Linked DNA regions of Zea mays: region 2 is linked to region 1. A link is a contact called in public Hi-C data. All regions are on one chromosome and are shown on one strand. The core of a region is the stretch at or near the end of the contact, and the rest is flanking DNA. Distances in the headings are between cores, read along the strand shown. Region 1 holds the start of TRNAK-CUU (transfer RNA lysine (anticodon CUU)). Region 2 has its middle 34 kb from the start of LOC100382286.

Region 1 (5,960 bases), core at 1,013-3,512:
CGTCGGGGCGGGGCAGTGTGTCGACGGCCGGGGGCGGGGCGCCGGGAGGGAACTGGGCTTCGCGGGGTTGGCCGGAACGGGGCGCGGCCGTGGGACGGGCGTTGGCGGCGGCGCTTCTTGGGCGGCGCGGCGGAGCTTGCGGGGCGGGCCAGCGCGGGCGGGGTCGGCCGGACGCGGGCAGGGGCGGCTCGGGCGTGGCCGTCCGGGGGCGGCGCGGCGCGGGCGTGGCCGTCCGGGCGCTGGGCGGCGCGGGCGTGGCCGGCCGGTGGCGGGGCGGGGCGGGCGTGGCCGTCCGGGGGCGGCGCGGCGCGGGCGTGGCCGTCCGGTGGCGGGGCGGCGCGGGCGGGCAGGCGGGTGGCGGGGCGGGGCGGCCGGGGCGTCGCGGGAGGCAGTGGCGCGGTGGGAGGGCGCCGGGCGGCGTCGGCTAAGGCGGCGCGGGGGCGAACAAGGCGGCGCGGCGGCTGGCGAAAACTCCCTGGGCGCGGGTCAAAATTAGGGTTTGAATTATGTTGAATATAGGGGGTCGGCGCCAAGATCTATGACGCCGACCCCCTGACACGTGTACTGCCGCCTCCAGGGGGTCGGCGCCAAGATCTATGGCGCCGACCCCCTGACACGTCACGTCCAGCGAGGCATCCCCGTCAGGCAGACAGGCGCCAATAAGATTGGCGCCGGCACACAGAACCTCGACGCCAATGATGACGGCGCCGAGCTAAGGGTCCATTTTTTGAAATGAAACTGCCAGGGGCATAAATGTGGGAAAAAAACCCGAAAAGGGCCAATTTGCAAAAAAGTTAGGTGACCTCTACAACTACACCCTATGTCAAATATGTCTATATTACGTTTTATTTTTTTCATATATTGTAACCGAGAAAAAATCAATTGTTTGAGACATTAAATAAATTAAAATTAAAAAATTGTCAAGTAAAAAGTTGTATAACTTTTCAAGATCTACAACATTTATTTTCCCAGTAAACTTGGCACACTGAGACCTGCATCTGACATGTCGTCTTTGAAACTGAATCTGTAGTATTATTACCGGGCCACGGACTCGCGGGTTGGGCCGGGTTTATGTTTCCCGAGCAGATTGCATGGGCAGCAATGCAAGATCAGTTGGGCCAAGGCAGATTACACACACAACTCACTCTGACTTGCGCTGCGTGCAAATGGTAACCCGTAACCGTAACCGCTGTCTAGCAGGAAGGAAGGCAGCGTGGCAGGCGCCGATGGATGCAGGAAGGCAGGCAGGAAGGAAGCGCGCGGCAGGCGGGCCGGGCCCCGTCGCGAATATTTGCACGTTGCCGGCCGGCCTGCCCGGCCCCGCTTGGCTTCGCCCGTATCCTCCAGGCTTACCTCATCATCTTTTGGCTGCCGAGCGGGGACACCGTGTACGTATTTGCGACCACCTGATGGAGGAGGCAGCTAGCGTTGATGCAAGCACAGCGAGGACACAGGGGTGCCTTTGTGCTAGATCTGCTGCTCTGACATACTCATCAGGCACCTAGCTAGCTAGGTAGGTGGGTCCTTGTATTTTACGCATAGCCAAGTGAACTCCCATTCCCCATCCATATATCTACCTCAACGTGTGTGTATATATATATATATATATATATATATATATATATATATATATATATATATATATATATATATATATATATATATATATATATATATATATATATATATATATATATATATATATGTGGCCGGATCAACATGGAGTTTCAAGCTTTAATAAGTTTTCCGAAGCGGCATAACGCCTATTTCCATAGCCAGAGGCAGCCAGAGCAGCAACCACTCGTTTTCTTCAGCTTTATTTGCATGCATGGAAGGCCATGCATGCCCTGATTGATCGGGTACATGTATACCCCATCATCATCTGCAGCCCTGCAGATGGGCTGGTCGATCGATCGATGCGTTCCATCGTCCGTGCATGCATGCATGCGAATAAATGATGAGATCTATTCATCTATACATCGAAGCGGTCGTCGTCGCAGACTCGCAGCACATTCAGGCAGGCAGGCATGCATGATGCATGCATGCAAGCAACGGCTCATCAGCGCTAGCTAACCCGCGGCGATGCATCGATCTCGATCGAGCAGACTGTGTGTACTTGCGTTCCTCGCGTGTACACGCACGCGCGCCACGTACGTACGTACGCCCGGCCCGCTTCCAGGAACGCATGGCATGGAATTCTGATGACCGCAGCGCGCACATGGGCGTGGATACGGCCGGGCCTAGGGCAGGCCATGCTGCACACGCATGATGGCGGTCTGGTTCAGGTCAGAAGCGCTCCTCGGTGCGAACGTGGCGACGGTGTCGTGTTCACGCCGACCCGGGCGGCCGGCACCAAATTGCATGGTCACCACGCTCATGTTCATCCACAGTGACACGGCGCAGTAGTACGTACGTACGCCATCCATCATTCTTTCTGCATGCCATGTAATAACTGCAATGCAAACAACGAGTCCACGATTGCGCGCTTTCCTTTGCACTTGGCTGGTGCAGACCACACTGATCGAACATGGTTGATCCAGGCATCCAGCCAGCAGCAACAGTCTCCACGGGGCCGGCGTGCCGGCCGAGCTAGCTAGCTAGGTGCCGAGATCCAATCCAATGCATGCATGCAAGGCAGCAGAGCACAAAAGGTCAGGCAGCCGGCCGGCCAACACGTCCAGCCGCATGCATGGCACGACCATTGTGTGCCATGGATCGTCCTCGTCCATGCGCACCCTAGCTAGCTAGCTCGCTCTCTGACGAGAGGGGAGTTATTGTGCTGTCTCGCCGTGCCGGGGCAGACGCCCCTGTGCGCTAACAGTGGCCGCTCTGCGTGCCCAACTGAAACCCCTCCCTGCATGCCTCACACAGCGCGCTGCGCTGTTGCTTGCGTGCGCGCGCATGGTGCCGCCAGTGACCACTGCCTAGTGTGCGCCAACGGCTGCTGGCCGGCCGGCCGGCCGGCCCCAACTGCGGCCCAACCCCTCTCTCTCTCTCCCTCTCTCTTAAATTGCGAAGGGTTAAATTATATCATCTGAAGGGTAAAAAATCATTCGCAAGAAGCTTATTTTTGTATCTCTTTCTCTCTTAAAAAATGAAAAGCAACCACTACCATATCTTTAGTTCGGGCATGAAGCATGGGATTGGAAAACAAATATTTTGCTCCCGTACCGTCACACAATAGACATGTTGTCTTTGGACTCTCAATCTTTAACTCCTACAGTAAGATCTGAATCCACTTGATCTTTACCGTAGCATTTGCCAAAGTCTTATACTCTGCATTACTATTTGATCTCGATATAGTGGTCTATTTTCTTGCACTACAAGAGACAAGATTGCAGAGCCAAAATACAACAAAGCCTCCTATTATTTTGACAGACTGGTGAGGCGACTAGAGAGGTGGGTAGAATACAATCTAATTTTTGTTGTCAAACACTAAAAATGATCACACACTTCACTTCAATTGAGATGAAGTAAGCGCTCAAACCAAAAACACATCAGCAAACCAGTGATCTCATGATTACAAAATGTTCCTAAGACTCACATGAGACCAGCAAAACAAACGGATCACAGATCGGACACCGAAAAGTCCGGATCGGTCCAAATCAGTGTCGCTATCAAGTGCTGATTTCAGGAGCACGAAATTCAGTTCTCTGATGCGAAACTGAAATAAACGAACTCCAATTAAGATGAAATTTTACGCACGCCTTGACAAATGTGTTTCCAAGTTCTCCACAAGTTTTGAGCTCAATCATATTTGTAAATCAATCGCGGATTTGAAAATACGGCCAGAATGCGGATTTAATTTTTTTAATCCAGACATAGTTTATGTTGACAAGATGAGCTCAAATCAAAAGGTTGCAAACTACAAAACTCTATAAGTTCTTAAGATCTTCAAAGTTTATTTTGATTATTTGGTTATTTACTTATCCAACATGATGGTTCTAACATTGTTCTAAATCTTATACATCTACAAATCAAGCATATAAGTTATGTAAACAAAGAAATGGCCAAAATAAATGTTGTACATCTTGATAAGTTATACAACTTTGTAGTTGAAAACCTTTTTATTTGAATTAATTTGCCACTTCAAAATTTGATTAAAAAATAGCTTTGTCTAGTGTAAAAAACACTCGACAAAGAAACTCTTTGTCCAGTGTCGAAAAAACGTTTGACAAAGAAACTCTTTGCCTCATGCCAGGAAAAAACACTCAGCAAAGAATTTTTTGTCTAGTGTCGAAAAAAAACATTCAGCAAAGAAACGTTACCGAGTGTTTTTTTTTACGGCAAAAGACCAAGATTCTGATAGTCGACACAGCTAGATGTGTGGTAATGGATGGCAATCTAAATATTTCTTCACGATTCATTTGATTCCTTAATTAATTTTAGCTCAAAAATAAATGAAAATATAGAATCATCCGTAAATTTTTATAGTATAAAATTTAAAACCCGTTACCACCCTTAAATGCAGGTTATTAACCAAGGGAAGGCAAATGGAAGCGACCGAGACAGCACGGGTGCTGCTAACTAGCTAGCTAGCCCGTGCTCCACGTACTGCACGGTAGATGTTCGAGCTGGCCGGCAACAGTGACCTCGATCATAAGATTCCTTTTGTATGGGAGGACCACGCGCGCGCCCCATCGTTTTCGTTCCAAGCCCAACTTGAAAGCATCACATCGCTGTACGGCGCCTCGACCCGACCGCGCTATTTATATTAATTATCCATTCTCCCAGGTCCACAGTCCAGGCGTATGCGGCAGTGCATGCCTGTGTGTCCGTCCGTCGATCGACGCTACACTGTTCACACGCCGCTGCAGCTCTTGATCGATCTTAGGCCGCCGGGGAAAATATACTTGCCATATGGTTCTCTAACCAACAGGACGTAGCAAAGCAACTATAACGACCAGCTGCATGCCATAGGAACAAGATCGAGGTCTCCGAACACGCGTGCCGGCTTGCATGTCTCTGAACATATATATGTGGATGTTGCTCAGAAATTGTGGATCCGAACATACCAAATTCAGTGGTGTTGTGGGGCTCTAGCTCGGGGGTGCTGTCGCTTCTTCATACTGAAAAACGGCGAGCCACGAACTATTTATTGCTGTACCCTTCCGGTTCTAAAATAGTATTCGTTTTAGAGAATTAGTAGATTCATATAATTTTAATGTATGTGTTTTATACATGTGTTTAGATCCACCACCATCTATTTGAATATAGACATAAAAATTAAGAGCTAAAACGACTACAAGGTCGGGGGTACATATAGATCTACATAGTGTAGAAACATACCATAAAAAGTTTGGTTGAAAAAAGAAAAAAATAAAAAATATATTTTACCGAGTGTCCAAAAATGTCACTCGGTAAAGCATGCTCTGTCGAGTGTTAGCTGAGCAAACAAGGGGGAAGTTGACGGCTTACGGCCACTGTGGCACACAGCCGCTGTGCTCGTCGGATAAACAAAAAAATTCTGGACGAATAAACAAATCAGTCACAAAAAATGGATGAGAAATAAATCTGGACGGACAGTCGCCGGATAAACAAAAAAAATCTGGATGAATAAACAAATCAGTCACAAAAACAAAAAAAATATGGATGAGAAATAAATCTGGACGGACAAATCAGCGACATAAACGAAAATCTGGACAAAAAAAAACAAATCAGTGACAAAGACAAAAAGCATTAAACACCCACCGTGGGGCTCGAACCCACGACCACAAGGTTAAGAGCCTTGCGCTCTACCAACTGAGCTAGACGGGCTTTGTGTATACATCTGAGCTCGGCACCAAGATTTATGGCGCGGAGCTTGGCGCCACGACGTCCGTTCGTGCCAGCGCAACACGTACCTCGGTGCCATAGCCTATGGCGCCGAGCTGTGTTACCTCGGCGCTATAGCCTATGGCGCCGAACATAGGGGTCCATAAAATGACATTAAAAGTTTTTAGGGTCCAAACGTGATTTTT
Region 2 (5,960 bases), core at 1,408-3,907, 150 kb before region 1:
ATTTATCACTACCACTGGGTAGCAATGCATAACCTTCCAATAAAATCAATGTCACAACCGATGATAACCAGTTCACCTAGTGGAAAAATTAAAGCAAATATGATGTGTTCAGATATAAGTGTGGAAATAAGGGGATAGAGTTGCCCACAACCTAATAGTCTGGGTTTATAATCTTGTGTGTACTTGTAATAAGGTTGATGAATGTAGTTTAAGATTTTGTGTGAATTGTTCGAACCAATTTTGTAATTACTCATATGAATTTCATAACAAGGTTGACGACTCTAGTTTATAATCTTGTATACTCATAAGAAGTTTAGAATAACCAATACAAGGTCGATTATTATAATTTATCATCTTTTATTACTTATTCATAATTGGTTTGTGTGAGAGAAAGAAGGAGGTTTCATGTCGACATCAGACACTGATACTCTAACACTAATGACATTAGTACTCTAGCCTCAACATTAGACCACACAAACACACACATTGATATTAACAACCTAACATGGCTCGAACCCATATATATATATATATATATATATATATATATATATATATATATATATATATATATATATATATATATATATATATATATATATATATATATATATATATATATATATATAATATACACATAACATGACAACTTGAGATTCAACACTAAACCTAGCTAGTTCCGAGTCAAGATCGAAAAACACATAGATATGAAATGTAAGTAATTGACATGCACAATAATCCAAATACACAATCAAAGACACCAGACGACTCTTCGTATCTCTTGTTTCGTTCACTCCTCCTTTGAACGGATAGAATGCAATATTGGAAGCCACATGGCCTAGGTGCATGATCGAGCAACATGGTAGATCAGTTCCCATCACTACGGCATGGTCGGACGAGCCTCTCAACGACATGCATCAGGCTTTCTACTGCCTAGTGCCTCTATGGTTGGAGCATCCATGGGTTGGCACTCGATCAGCATAGGGAATGATGTATGTCATTAGTAGGCTCGTCCGCTTGTGCCCTAGTGATGGAAACTAATCAATTGCCTTGCTCGATGTCTTCATCCAAGCCACGCCACTCCATATCTTGCATTATATTTGTTGAATAAGAGATATGATGAGTCGTCTGATGTCTTCATTTTCATACTTGTATTAATCTGCTTGTGGATTATTTCTAGTTCATGCTCATGTGCTTTCGATCTTGACTTGGAACTAGCTAGGTTTGCTAAAGCTGAAATTGTTCTGGTGTGCATATATATCTGGGTTTGGGGCATGTTAGGTTGTTAGTCTCTACGTGTGCGTTTGTGTGGTTTGATGTTCAGGCTAGTGCTAGTAACTTATGATGGCTATAGAGTGTTGTCAAAAGTTAAGTTTTTGACCATGTTAACTTTTGACGGTACTGAGAAGCTGTCGAAAGTTAGGTACCTTCTATCCATCTTTTCCGACACTTGTCTACCGTCAGAAGTTGGCGCTTTGGCCATTGGAAGTTAGCCTTTTTCATGTAGTGCATACATGGGAATCACACATACACATTTAATATGTTACATATAAAACATAGCTCCAAGGTAAAAATTCTTAGATGAGTGGTATAATAAAACTAACTCAAAGAACTCTACTCAACATGTTACTAACTTAGTATATATTCAACTTCAATAAAGGCACAATATGAATATATGTCTACATATTGAAAAAGATGTATGTGCAAAATATATCCATATGTATACATGAAACATATTGGTGAGACTAATCATGTTCTTATTAGTCATACTGTCACATAGTAAATGGATGTCGTGTACCAATTTATTAGTAACTAAGCTACTTAGAAACATAGCTTAACTTATTATTAAACTTCCATTACATCTAATGTTTTAAGTGACATAAGTACGTAATATTATGTCCAGCAGACTCCCTATCCCACCTCCTATATCACTCTTTATTTTAAACCACACTATGTAAACAGTACAATCTGTAATATAAAAATAGTGTTTTGCACGTCCATATGCATGCTCCGCTGGAGACAGCTAATAAAAGGTACCATACCAAACATCTATTTTGGAGCTACTATTTTTATGCGTGGAATCACTGCACGAAGATTAAAATTTGTGGAGAAACAAATTATTTCTTATAATTTAGTTAAGATTTAACAATAATAAATGCATGTGCTCATGATAATTATATATCTCAATACTTTTTGTATTACCATATCCATATAATGTGCTATAAGGATTCAAAAATAGTAACTTTACATTTAAATCACACGTTTTCCATTTTTACCTATAATTATATAATTATATATATAGAGTATTAAAAATGCATTTTACAAGATAAACTGCAACTCAGACATTTGGTATCAAATGGATATAAAAATTTTAATGGCGAGACATTCATAGCGTATAAGCCTACCATAAAAATTTCACTCCATTTGGACAACCGCAATAGTCTATATTAATTAGAGTAAACCCTAGATTAACAATTCATTAAATATCTTACCCTAAACTATATGATTTTATTTTTTAAAGTATATATGGTCATGTGCGTCTCAAAAATTATATTTTTTATTTTTCGCATGAAAAGAAAAACGAGTCTTGGGTACAATCTGGCCCATTCAGGCCAACTAGCGTGGGCAGGCCAGCCCACGTGGGTGACCAGGCCGGCCCACGTGGCCTTGCACCTACTTTGCACTTCGATAAAGTGAACTTGCGGACGATAACTCGATAAGTACTATTCAACACTATTCATATAAGTCATAATATATTCGTTTAACTCAAACGCTCTCGTATTTTGTGTTACTGGTCCCTTAGGCTTAGGCTTTGTTCGTTTGTGTCGGATTGTAATCGAAATCGTTTCAGCTAATCAAAGTTTATATAAATTAGAGAAACAATCCGGTTAGGAATCGTTCCGACGCACCAATTCAACACAAACAAACAAGGTCTTAGACCCCGTTCGGGTGCCTCGGATGTATTCCACACCAGAAACAGTTCCAGAGCTAGAAACAGTGGCCCATTCATTCTATCCCAGGAACCAATCCGGAGGACACGAGACCAGGTTTTGTACCAGGCCGTGAACAACAAACAATCTCTAAAACTGGTGGCTTCTGTTTTTAATCCAAGTTCAAAACGAACGGCTGTTTTAATCTGGGCCAAGTTCCAATCCAGATTATTTCTTTCCATCCGGAAGGAGTCTAGAAACGGTCCAAACGAGTAGAAACGGTCCAATCCAGATTTGGTTCGAAGCAGAGCGGCGCACTGGCTGGCCGGGGGAGGAGAAGCTGATTTAGCTGGCCAGGACCTCACCAGCGGCGGAGGTAACGCCAACGAGTCAAGACGGGCCCGTGTGGGACCCGGACAACCACTCAGTGACGGTAGCGCGCAGGGCAAACCACGGCGGCGACGGGCACCGGTGCCCACGCCCCAGGCGCGAGTGGCCGTGATGGTGGCATGCTGACGGCGTCTCGGTGAGGCTACGACTCCTAATAGTCAACAAATGGCGTGCGAGCAAAGGGCAGAACCGCGGCAACGCCCAGCGGCAAGGTTGCCTTTCCCCGCGAGCAGTGGCGCCTAAAGAAAAATCTGTTTCAGAGGTAAGGCCGATGCATTAAGGCAGAGATAGAACATCAAGAAGTTGGAAGAGAAAGAGAGATCGAGAGTGTCAGCCATGGGCAAGCTGCGTTGGGCGGGCACGATGACTGGCGCCGATGAAACTATTTCGGATATAGTTGCTTTGTCGGACAGCCTTTGGTGTCGTTTGTTTCGGGGCGTTTGTGCATGTTGCGATGCAGCGTAGATGAAGTGGACCAGCCAGGAGAGGTGGCCCAGTGGAGCCTTCATGGGTCATGACTTCTGTTTCCTCCCTTTGAGTGATGTCCATCCATCCCGTGCTCTACCCGCCGCTGAACTGGCTTCAGCTGGGGAGGCCCGAGGGGATTACATCTGCGACGTGAGAGACATTTCGGCTGGGGATCGTGAGCATTCTGAGGCAGCGCATGAAGCCGAGCATGGACAACCTGCAATAGATGATGATACTAGTAAGTTATCTAGCCCTTTCAATTCCTCTCTCCGTGAAGAGTTCTGGTGTGATACTGGTTTCCCAAAAGAACGCCGGTGGTGGGAAGATACGGAAGAACCAAACACATCGGCTGATACGATGATCGACCTCCTGGGAGACATGGGAAGTTTGATGAACAAGGCTGATGCCGAAGCAATCCTGAACCCAGTGGGGAGAAAATCGTATGAAATCGGTCTGGCTAGTTCATCGACACCCAATGTCGGAACTGTCAGCACCATTGCTTCGAGCAATGTCTCTATCTATAGCCGCAAGGAGAGCATCGAAAATCAGAACAAAATGAAAAAAAGAAAGGGGAGATGCTACGGATGTAAAATTCGTCCTTGGCGCGGTCCTCTGCCCAGGATCAGTAAACGGTTGATCACTCTCGAGGCATTCATGCCGAGCTTGATCAATGGGCTTGATAGTTTGAAACGGCCATTATCAGATGAGAAGTTCAAGAGTTCTTGGGTGACGAAAACACACAACATTCAAACTAAAGAAACCTATTTACAAAATGTGCAGCTGCTAAACGCTTCGGGAGAGGAACAGAGGCATTTATTGCCTTTAAGCAGGGCTCAGCTGGTACAAAAAGCAAAGACATATGGCGCTTCGCGTGAATCATTACGACGGCCAGCATTAAATCAAAAGAAAGGTCAAATTTCTCCCAAACCAGTACAGCACTTAATCCGACCCTCATACGCTGAGATAGCTGCAAGACAGCCTGCAAACCTCAAGCCTCAGCGCCAGCATATGCCAACAATGGAGGAGAAAACCCATCATGGTGAGAGAACCTTCGTACCTCGCCATCATCAGCGCAGAGAGCAATTTCCTCGGGGCGGCAGGGCAGGGAGAGGTCCTGGACGTGGCTCTCCAGCGTCCGGTCGCGGAAGGGGAACAAGCCAGAACTGGGCGCGTGGCCGTGGATACGCGCCGCAGCAGTATGCACCTGTTGCCTCATCCCAGCAGCTTGCGCCTGTGGGAATTCAAAGGATGGGAAATCAACAGGAGATAGTGGGTGGAAACCTTGCTGCTGAAGGTGTGCACGATGCGACTCAGAAATGGGAGAATCGAGATTTCAAGGCCAAGAAACCAAGACCACCACACTGCTATCGCTGTAAGTGCAACGGGCATCTAGTTGAAGCATGCAAAGCAGATTTAGATTGTTATGTATGCAATAAGAAGAATATACATATTGCGGCCAAATGTCCTTTGCTCAAGATGGAGAAACCATCTGCAGCCATGAGCGGATTTGCCAAGAATGAGCTTTGTTTCTTTCGCATACCAGTTTTTGACTATATACTTGAAACACCTGATGCTGCTCCAACTGGATTGATAAAGATGACTGGGGGTAAGCTTGATGCTGTCTCAATTCAAGCTGAATTGGCAAAATTGTCAAGGGTTGAATGGGCTTGGGAAGCTTTGCAACATGGGGAGGATTCTTTCCTTGTTGTTTTTCCATCAGAAGAAGAATTAGCAAGGATGTCTGAAATGGAATACAAGATGAGGAGCAGTGGAGTGACCTTAACCATATCTGAATGGAAACATGGGGGCGATGCAACACCAGCCTACTTTTTGGATGAAGTGTGGGTGCATGTTACTGGTGTACCTCACGCATGGAGGCATTATCTTGGTTTTTGGGCGCTTGGATCAATGATTGGCACCACCATTGATGTTGATATGTATACATACAGGAAGAAAGGTGTGATTCGAATCTTGGTTGGGACACTAGATAAAGAACTTCTTCCGCTCACAACAGATGTGGTTTTTGATAAGGTGGGGTATGAGATTACATTCTCCATGGAGGATCAATATTTTGAGCCGACAATACCTCCACCAAATTCTCTTGTACCCAGAGAAAAGGATGATGATAGTGAAGGAAATGAGGACGCTGCAAAGGATAAGGAGAGAGTGCAG

The links. Hi-C and Micro-C count contacts between places; a contact is called where the count stands out from the background.
Region 2: a Hi-C map of tassel shows a contact between it and region 1, with 5 times the contacts expected there. The contact joins two enhancer-like sites. A contact is called at or near these places in 2 of 25 Hi-C or Micro-C datasets (ear and tassel).

What each region holds. Positions count from the first base shown.
Region 1 is chr9:107,267,608-107,273,567 of Zm-B73-REFERENCE-NAM-5.0, reverse strand. TRNAK-CUU (transfer RNA lysine (anticodon CUU)) reads right to left here and starts at 5,757; the gene lies at 5,685-5,757. Within about 2 kb of position 2,262, at least 18 of the 20 cell types and tissues checked have an H3K27ac peak or open chromatin away from gene starts, as enhancers often do. A contact at or near this core is called in ear and tassel, where this site is marked.
Region 2 is chr9:107,415,893-107,421,852 of Zm-B73-REFERENCE-NAM-5.0, reverse strand. No RefSeq gene overlaps it. Among protein-coding and RNA genes, the nearest start is that of LOC100382286, 34 kb to the left of the region's middle. Within about 2 kb of position 2,657, at least 17 of the 20 cell types and tissues checked have an H3K27ac peak or open chromatin away from gene starts, as enhancers often do. A contact at or near this core is called in ear and tassel, where this site is marked.